Linked DNA regions of Zea mays: region 2 is linked to region 1. Evidence: chromatin contacts called from public Hi-C data. All regions are on one chromosome and are shown on one strand. The core of a region is the stretch at or near the end of the contact, and the rest is flanking DNA. Distances in the headings are between cores, read along the strand shown. Region 1 holds the start of LOC103637402 (alpha/beta-Hydrolases superfamily protein). Region 2 holds the start of LOC100276728.

Region 1 (3,762 bases), core at 732-3,231:
CAACTGGTTCCTATGCACCCTATTAACTGCCATTGATCACATCGACGAAGCGGCGCAGGCTCAGCTGGGCCCTACCGGAGGTCCTAAATGCTGCAGTACGAAGAGAGTGGAGTGGAGTACCCTTGAGATCCTATTGATATGATGGTCTCCTCTGTGAGCTTGATTAGTACTAGCCCGTAGGTTTGTGCAAATCAAACCGAACCAATGGAATGGAGGAAGATGGCCATATGCGCGGCGTATCGTGAACCATGACCCAACAAAAACCTCTTGTTGGATGCAAAGAAAATGCCGTTGAGCCGGTCGGTCGCTGACCTAATTTCACCTCGCAGATGCGCACTGAACTCCTTGAATTTTCCCCTTATTATTACTGTTATTGCTACTACTACTACTACTTATTATTATTATTATTATTATTATTATTATTATTATTATTATTATTATTATTATTATTATTATTATTATTATTATTATTATTATTATTATTATTATTATTATTTCATCCACGTACGCGAGCGACGTACCTGTAGAGGGTGAAGACGCGGAAGGCGAGCTCCCAGAGGCGGTGGTGCTTGCAGAGCACGATGCTGACGGTGCGGCTGAGGTGCTCGTACCAGCAGGCCACGGAGGCGCCGAACGCGATGGCCGGCCACACCCGCCGCGGCGCCACCGTCCGCAGCACGTACTGCGTGCCGACCTCCCCGCGCGGCACCGGGAAGTACGGCTGCATTAGCGCTAGCGCTAGCGTCAGAGAGAGAGAGACAGAGAGAGCGCACGCGGAATGAGATGATGTCGAGAACACTACACGTACCGGCGCGACGAGCGTGAGGGACTTGACCGCGGCGGGGTACCTGACGGCGAGCGCGAGCGCGAGGATGGAGCCCAGCGAGTGCGCCACGATGTGGAAGGACTTGACCCCGTGGCGCTCGATCACGGACCGCTCGATCATCTCCACGTGCTCCCGCAGCGTGTACAGCGAGTCCGCCGGCTTGGGGCTGCGGCCGAACCCCAGGAGGTCCACGGCGAACAGCCGCCGCCGGGACCGCGCCTCGGGGCTCACGTGCGGGAGCACCGTCTGGGTCCAGAACCCCGACGACGAGATGAAGCCGTGGATGAACAGCACGTCCTCCTCCGTCGCCACGCCGCCGTCGCCAGCTGGTGGCGCCTCGACGTGCACGAAGAGGCGGCCCGTGTCCGCCGGGTTGCAGTTGGCGCAGTGGCAGTCGGACCAGCGCGGCGACGGGTACTTGTTGCTGCCGTCTCCGCCGGCCTTGCCCCGCAGCATCATCTGCACGATGGGGGCGGAGTGCACGGTGACCCCCGCCGCCGCGCGCCGCGGGGAGGAAAACGCCGCCCCCGCGACCGCGAGCACGGAGCGGCGGCGCGCGTACAGCGTGTCGGAGATGTCCTCGAGGTGCAGCCTGGTGGCGGACAGCATGCTGACCACCTTGGAGCCTCCCCGCTCCGACACGACGATCTTCCCACCTGCGGGGCCCGACGACGACGCCGGGGACGGGCGCGCGCAGTAGCAGGGCCGCCACGCGCCCTCCGCCACGTAGTCCGCCACCCTGTACGCCACGCACAGCAGCGCCTCCAGCGCGTCCAGCAGCAGGAACACCACGAAGCTCACGGCCTCGTTCGCCGCACGGCCGGCGGACGCCAATGCCGACCGCGCCGCGGCGCCCATATCGATCCACGCCGCCGCCGCCGCCGCCAGGAAGGCTCTAGCAGCGCAGGGAAGGTGGTGGCGGACCGGTGGTAAAAGGAGCAGAGGTTGCAGCGCAGCGAGCGGTGCGTGGCGAGTGAGTGAGAGTGAATTGATGGTGCTCCCGCATTAAAGCGCAGGGGTTGGTGGTAGTTGAACTGACACGGCCAACTGGTGCGCGCACCGCGCAAGGCTTGGCTTGGGCTCTGGACTGGAGCAGCGGGTAGCGCGGGCGGGCAGGCAGGCAGGCAGGCAGCCCGCCCAAGCTCAGCTCAGAGGCCATTCATAGCATAGGTAGACGGCCAGACGGTCCTTGCTTCCGTCTACGGGAGTCTAGAATGTGTTGCTGCCTGGTAGTAAAACGCAAGAAAGAAAAAATTAATGTTGAAATCAGAAACCATTGTTTCACTTGGTAAACTTGCCATGGCAAGATTCTTTACAGTACAGTACTCCTTTTTCCTCCTTGGAATTGGAATCCAACAAGTCAATGGAAACAACGAGACAGCGAGAGCACACGCGCGCCATTATTTTTGTTGTTCTGAGCCATTGTTGTTGGCGTCGCCGTTGACGCTCGGCCCTGATCGGCGGTCACGAAGCGCCATCGGACAGGACTCTTTCAAGGTACGTATATAATACGAAAACATGCACTATATACAGATGGAAATGATGTTTTTTTTCTGTTGCCACGTGTTCTGAACTTCTGACGGTATTCACACGTACGCACGCTCCGAATCTCCGAACCGGCTGCCCGATCGGTGTCCGCAAGGCACCACCTGCAAACAGGTGTGCTAATGGATCGCAATCCAAATATTTTTTCGTAAAATAATAGAGGTCTAAATAATTTTTAGTTTAAAAATAAATAGAAATATGGTCCAATCCTAAAATGGTCTAATCCTTAAATCTTTTAGTTTTAGAAGCTATAAAATCGAAAAGAATTAGAAGGGTTAGATTCCCCTTCTTATTTAATTTTAAATAAGAAAGAGAATCAAGTCCATCCAATCCCCCGGTTTTCTCGCTCCCAAACTAAAATTTAGAATTTATTGTTATTTCTAACTACACGCAAGCTATTTGCCACGTCTGCAATTCTGTTTTCTCGGGATATACGGGCTCCAAATACGATTCTCAAGTAGTACTCGCAGCCAGAATGCATACGCGCGTTTTTTTTGAAAGAGGGGAACGTGGCCGAACATTTGCAGGAGCGTTCCGTAGTTCGCACATGGCTTTGTAGTGTGTGCGGTGTAGCTGCATGCTGGACCGGAGGATCACCCTTGTTCTTGTTCACCTAGGCGTCTAGCTAGCACGTTGCTGCTCGCACTAGCCAATATCGGATTCGTCTACGTCCGTATATCTGGAAAAAAATTCGCGACTCAACACCATGCATCAACTGTCCTTGTTTAGATCACTACAACAGCTACAGTCATTTTCGGCGGCTTCTGGCCGCCAAAAAAAACCGGCGGCCAGTGTCTGGCCGCCGAAAATAACTTATTTTCGGCGGCTGGCTACCTGGCCGCCGAAAATAACAGTTTATTTTCGGCGGCTAGCCAGTCAGCCGCCAGAAATAACAACTGCCGAAAATAAAATACCTATTTTCAACGGCTAGAGGGGCCGCCGAAAATTACTAATTTCAGAGCAAAAAAAAAAAATGAAAAAAAATGCGAAAAATAACAGAATTTCATACAAAATTCATACAATAACAGAAATTCCATACAATCACAGAAAATTCATACTTGAGTTCACAACATAAAACTTGAGTCCATACAAATATAAAGTCCACAAATAGTCCATACAAACATAAAGTCCACAAAATAGTTCATTACAACACAGTGCGACACAAAGCTAACTTAATCACACATTGGGGTCGTTGGAGTTGTGTCCACTACCTCCAGAAGCCAATAACTGGTCGACGAAGTCGTGTAACGGGGTTGGATCCTAAAAAAAAGATGACATTAATAACGGCATTGGTTACATGTATAACGACTATTCAAACAAATTGTTTCTCAAACTAACCTCTCCTGCATAAGCTCCCTCCCCTGCATAAGCTCCTGGTGCTGGTATGACCG
Region 2 (3,762 bases), core at 456-2,955, 560 kb after region 1:
TCCGTAGGGGGCTGAGAACCGCCGTCGTCATGGACACACGAGGGGAGCCATCATTACTTGTTACCGGGGTGAGCCTGGATGGGACGCCGGTCTTGTTCCCCCGTAGCCTGAGCTAGCTAGGGGTAGGGCAATGATGTATCCCCTGTGGTGCGGTCGGTTCGAGCCCAAGGTTGGGCGAGGCGGAGACTCCTCCTGAGGCCGAGGTCGGGTGAGGACGTGATTCCTCCTGAGGTCGAGGTTGAGGTCGAGCCCTGGGGTCGGGCGAGGCGGAGACCACCTTCCGAGGCCGAGGTTGAGGCCGAGCCTTGGGGTCGGGCGAGGCGGAGTCCTCCTTCTGAGGCCGAGGTTGAGGACAAGCCCTGGGGTCGGGCGAGGCGGAGCTTCCTGTTGCGCCTGAGGCTGATATTGGATGTTGTCAGCCTCACCCTGGCGGGTGGCACAACAGTCGGAGAGGGGCGAGCGGCGTTGTCTTCCTGTTAGGTCGGTCAGTGGGAGGGCGAAGTGACTGCGGTCACTTCGACCTTGCCGACTGAGGCACGTGTGTCAGGATAAGGTGTCAGGCGATCCGCGCATTGAATGCGTCTGCGATACGGTCGGTTGGTGAGGCGATTTGGCCTAGGTTGCTTCACAACGAAGTCTGCCCGAGCTGGGCTTCGGGCGAGTCGAGGGTGCGCCCGTTGCTTGAGGAGGCCCTCGGGCGAGGCGTGAATTCGCCTGGGACTACTGTTATCGCCCGAGGCTGGGCTCGGGCGAGGTGAGATTGCATCCCTTGAGTAGACGAAGCTTTGACCTGAATTGCGCCCATCAGTCTCTGCAGCTTGTGTTGATGGTGGTTACCAGCCGTGTTTAGGAGTGTTGGGGGTACCCCTAATTACGGTACCCGACAGATCCTGACACGTACATGGTTCGCATTCGGTTTGCTTTCTAAAACCGGGTGTGACACATAACCAGATTGAGAATCAAACCCACACTCTATGATTTTTACTCGTGGTCACGCATGTAAAATGTTGATGTTGCCATCCCTATACAACACCACGAGGAAACAAAGCGGCATAGAAATTTAAAGCGTCTTAGTAATTTTTATGGACATGCTATTACCAAAAGATAATGTAAGCTGACTTGGATAGCTCTTATGCATGCGTTTTATCCCTTCCATAGAACTTTGTTTGTTTTATTTCCATGAAAAGGTTAACTTGTAATGTTATTTGTATTGTATATCTTGATCTTCTTCTATATTTAAATTTGTAGTAGATCTCTACTATTATAATATGAGAATAATTGTGTGTCCTCCCCTCACGCAGGCGAACGCTACCTCTCCCCTTCACTCTATTTAAAAAAAATGCACGCCAAATTTGTTGTCTACCATTGTACTGTGAAACTGCTTGTGTCACAAGAAGCTTTTAAATATATACTAATAATTTAAAAGCAAAAAAATATAATCATGCTTTATTAAATATTTATTTAAATATAATTTATATGATATATATAAATCGCAGCAACATACAACCAAACTAACTATTATCTTTTATGTATCTTCGGTCAAATCTAGATCGCTATAGATGTGGTGGTGTTTAGCACTTGAGAGCGACAAAAATTATAGCAACGCACTGTTTTTTTTAAATATATGTGCAAGCAAAGAAACCCGTTGAGCGGCCCCAGTCGTCATTGAGTCCAGCAAGAGCAGATCAACCCGACCGCTTTCTCCACCCCCATTGCCCATTTGCCCCCAAGGCCCCAAGCCCCCAACACGGCAACACCGCACCACGACCACGGACTACCGTCTCCTCTCCTTTCCTCTCCTGCAACTGCAAGCGACCACCCCTCCACCCCCATCCACCCACCCGCCCGCCGACGCTTGGATCCCCTCCCTTGTTTGCCGTGTCCCCGCCCAAACCCCGTAGCCGCCGCCACAGCAATCGCTGCCGCCGCCGCTGGAGGCCGGGCCGTGGGGGCTGAAATGAAGGAGGTGGTGCTCCACGTGTATGACGTGACCAACAGTGACTCCGAGAAGACGAACAACACCATCCTCCAGATCAACCGCATCTTCAAGGACCGCATCGGCCTCGGCGGCATCTTCCACAGCGCCGTCCAGGTAGTGGGCCTGGCTCCCCTCTCCCCCTTCCCTCGCCAATCGCTCAGATCCCAGGGACCGACGCTTGCGTGCCGCTTCTCCAGATCCCTAAATCTCACGCCATTTCTTGAACCCCTCAACGCAGGTCTATGGCGAGGACGAGTGGTCGTTCGGGTTCTGCGAGTCCGGCAGCGGCGTGTTTAGTTGCCCCATAGGCAAGAACCCCATGTACACCTACCGGGAGCGCATCGTCCTCGGGGAGACCGAGTGCGGCATCGCCGCCGTTAACCGGATCCTGCGGGAGCTCAGCCGCGAGTGGCCTGGCCACTCGTACGATCTCCTCTCCAGGAATTGTAACCATTTCTGCGACGTGCTCTGCGAGAGGCTCGGCGTCCCCAAGCTCCCAGGTAAGACCACGGAGGGGCATTCCATGGTTTTTCTTTTTCTGAATGGCGACAACCTGTGCAAGGTGCATCTCATAGTGGCATTATGTACAATTCTCGAGTTGAAAACACACGCACTATGTCCTCGAATTGGTAGGAAGATTGCAGGTTCCAATTTACATGGCTATTTACATTCTTGCTAGGAAAAGAATGAACAAACTGAATGAGCGAATGTGTAAACTGAACATTGCTGAAGCATGTGTTTGCTACCGCTGAAGTATTGAGCAATTTAACTGGTGTTATGTGATTATCACACTTGAAGCTTTGATAATAGGGGGTTCATGTATGAAACTCAGTGCTGCTAGCTTTAAGACTCAACTTTGGAGCATAAGACCATGTACAACACAGACGTTTAGCAGGCTCTTAGAGTCAGTTTCATTGTTTTCCTTGTGATTGTGGAACTGAGCACAAGCGCATTGCAGGTGTTGCCCCTTGATGAGTTTTTTGATGGCTGCCTTGAAACTTACATGCTAGGTGGATGTCTCCCAAGAACAGTAATTAGCTCAATTATTACATTACCTCTGCTAAACCGTTTAGTCTGCATTTGAGACAAGGCTCTTTTATGTGTGCTTAATGATTCATGTCCTAATGCGCCAACTTTTGTGACAATTTGAGGAGGTTTAGATTCCTAGGTCAAGTCTTTGCCTGACATTTCTGATCATACAACAACAACAAAACCTTTTAGTGCCAAGCAACATAGGGTAGTCTAGAGTTCAAAGTTCGAAACTGAACAAAAGCCACATATCAAGGTCCAGATACGTGGATAGCTGATTTTGTTTTGCTCCTATTCAAGGCTAACAACATTCATGATCATAATGTTGAATTATTGAATTTTTATCTATGTTGCTAGCACCAGAGGCCTAGCATGATTGTGTTTCTTAGGTTTGAAATGCCATGAACTTACTCTTTTATTCTGTCTAACCTTGCAGGTTGGGTGAATCGCTTTGCCAATGCCGGTGATACTGCTGTGGTTGTTGCTGAGAACACAGCAGTTAAGGTAATTTCAGAATTTGTTGCTGTGATACAATGTGTTATCTCCAATTTGCTTAATCCTAGCATAAAATTTATGATTGCTCCTTGCTTTTTTATTATTTTTCCTAGTCTATCACTCATGTTTTAGACCTCTGTTTTCCCCACCAATGCAAACATCCCTTATATTTGTGTTTGCATTTTTCTTTTGCACGTGTTAGGTTTGGAGCTTTAAATATCGATTATGTGCATAGGGATTTCTGTTTTATCTATACCTTT

Evidence for each region. A called contact is a pair of places that touch in the nucleus more often than the background predicts.
Region 2: a Hi-C map of tassel shows a contact between it and region 1, with 2.3 times the contacts expected there. The contact joins the promoter of LOC100276728 here to the promoter of LOC103637402 in region 1. A contact is called at or near these places in 4 of 25 Hi-C or Micro-C datasets (ear, leaf and tassel).

Annotation. Positions count from the first base shown.
Region 1 is chr1:82,838,256-82,842,017 of Zm-B73-REFERENCE-NAM-5.0, forward strand. It overlaps LOC103637402 (alpha/beta-Hydrolases superfamily protein), which reads right to left and starts at 1,982. Exons shown (of 3, transcript XM_008659607.4): 1 at 809-1,982; 2 at 522-721. The coding sequence starts at 1,684.
Region 2 is chr1:83,400,838-83,404,599 of Zm-B73-REFERENCE-NAM-5.0, forward strand. It overlaps LOC100276728, which reads left to right and starts at 1,706. Exons shown (of 4, transcript NM_001150446.2): 1 at 1,706-2,092; 2 at 2,217-2,478; 3 at 3,444-3,511. The coding sequence starts at 1,958.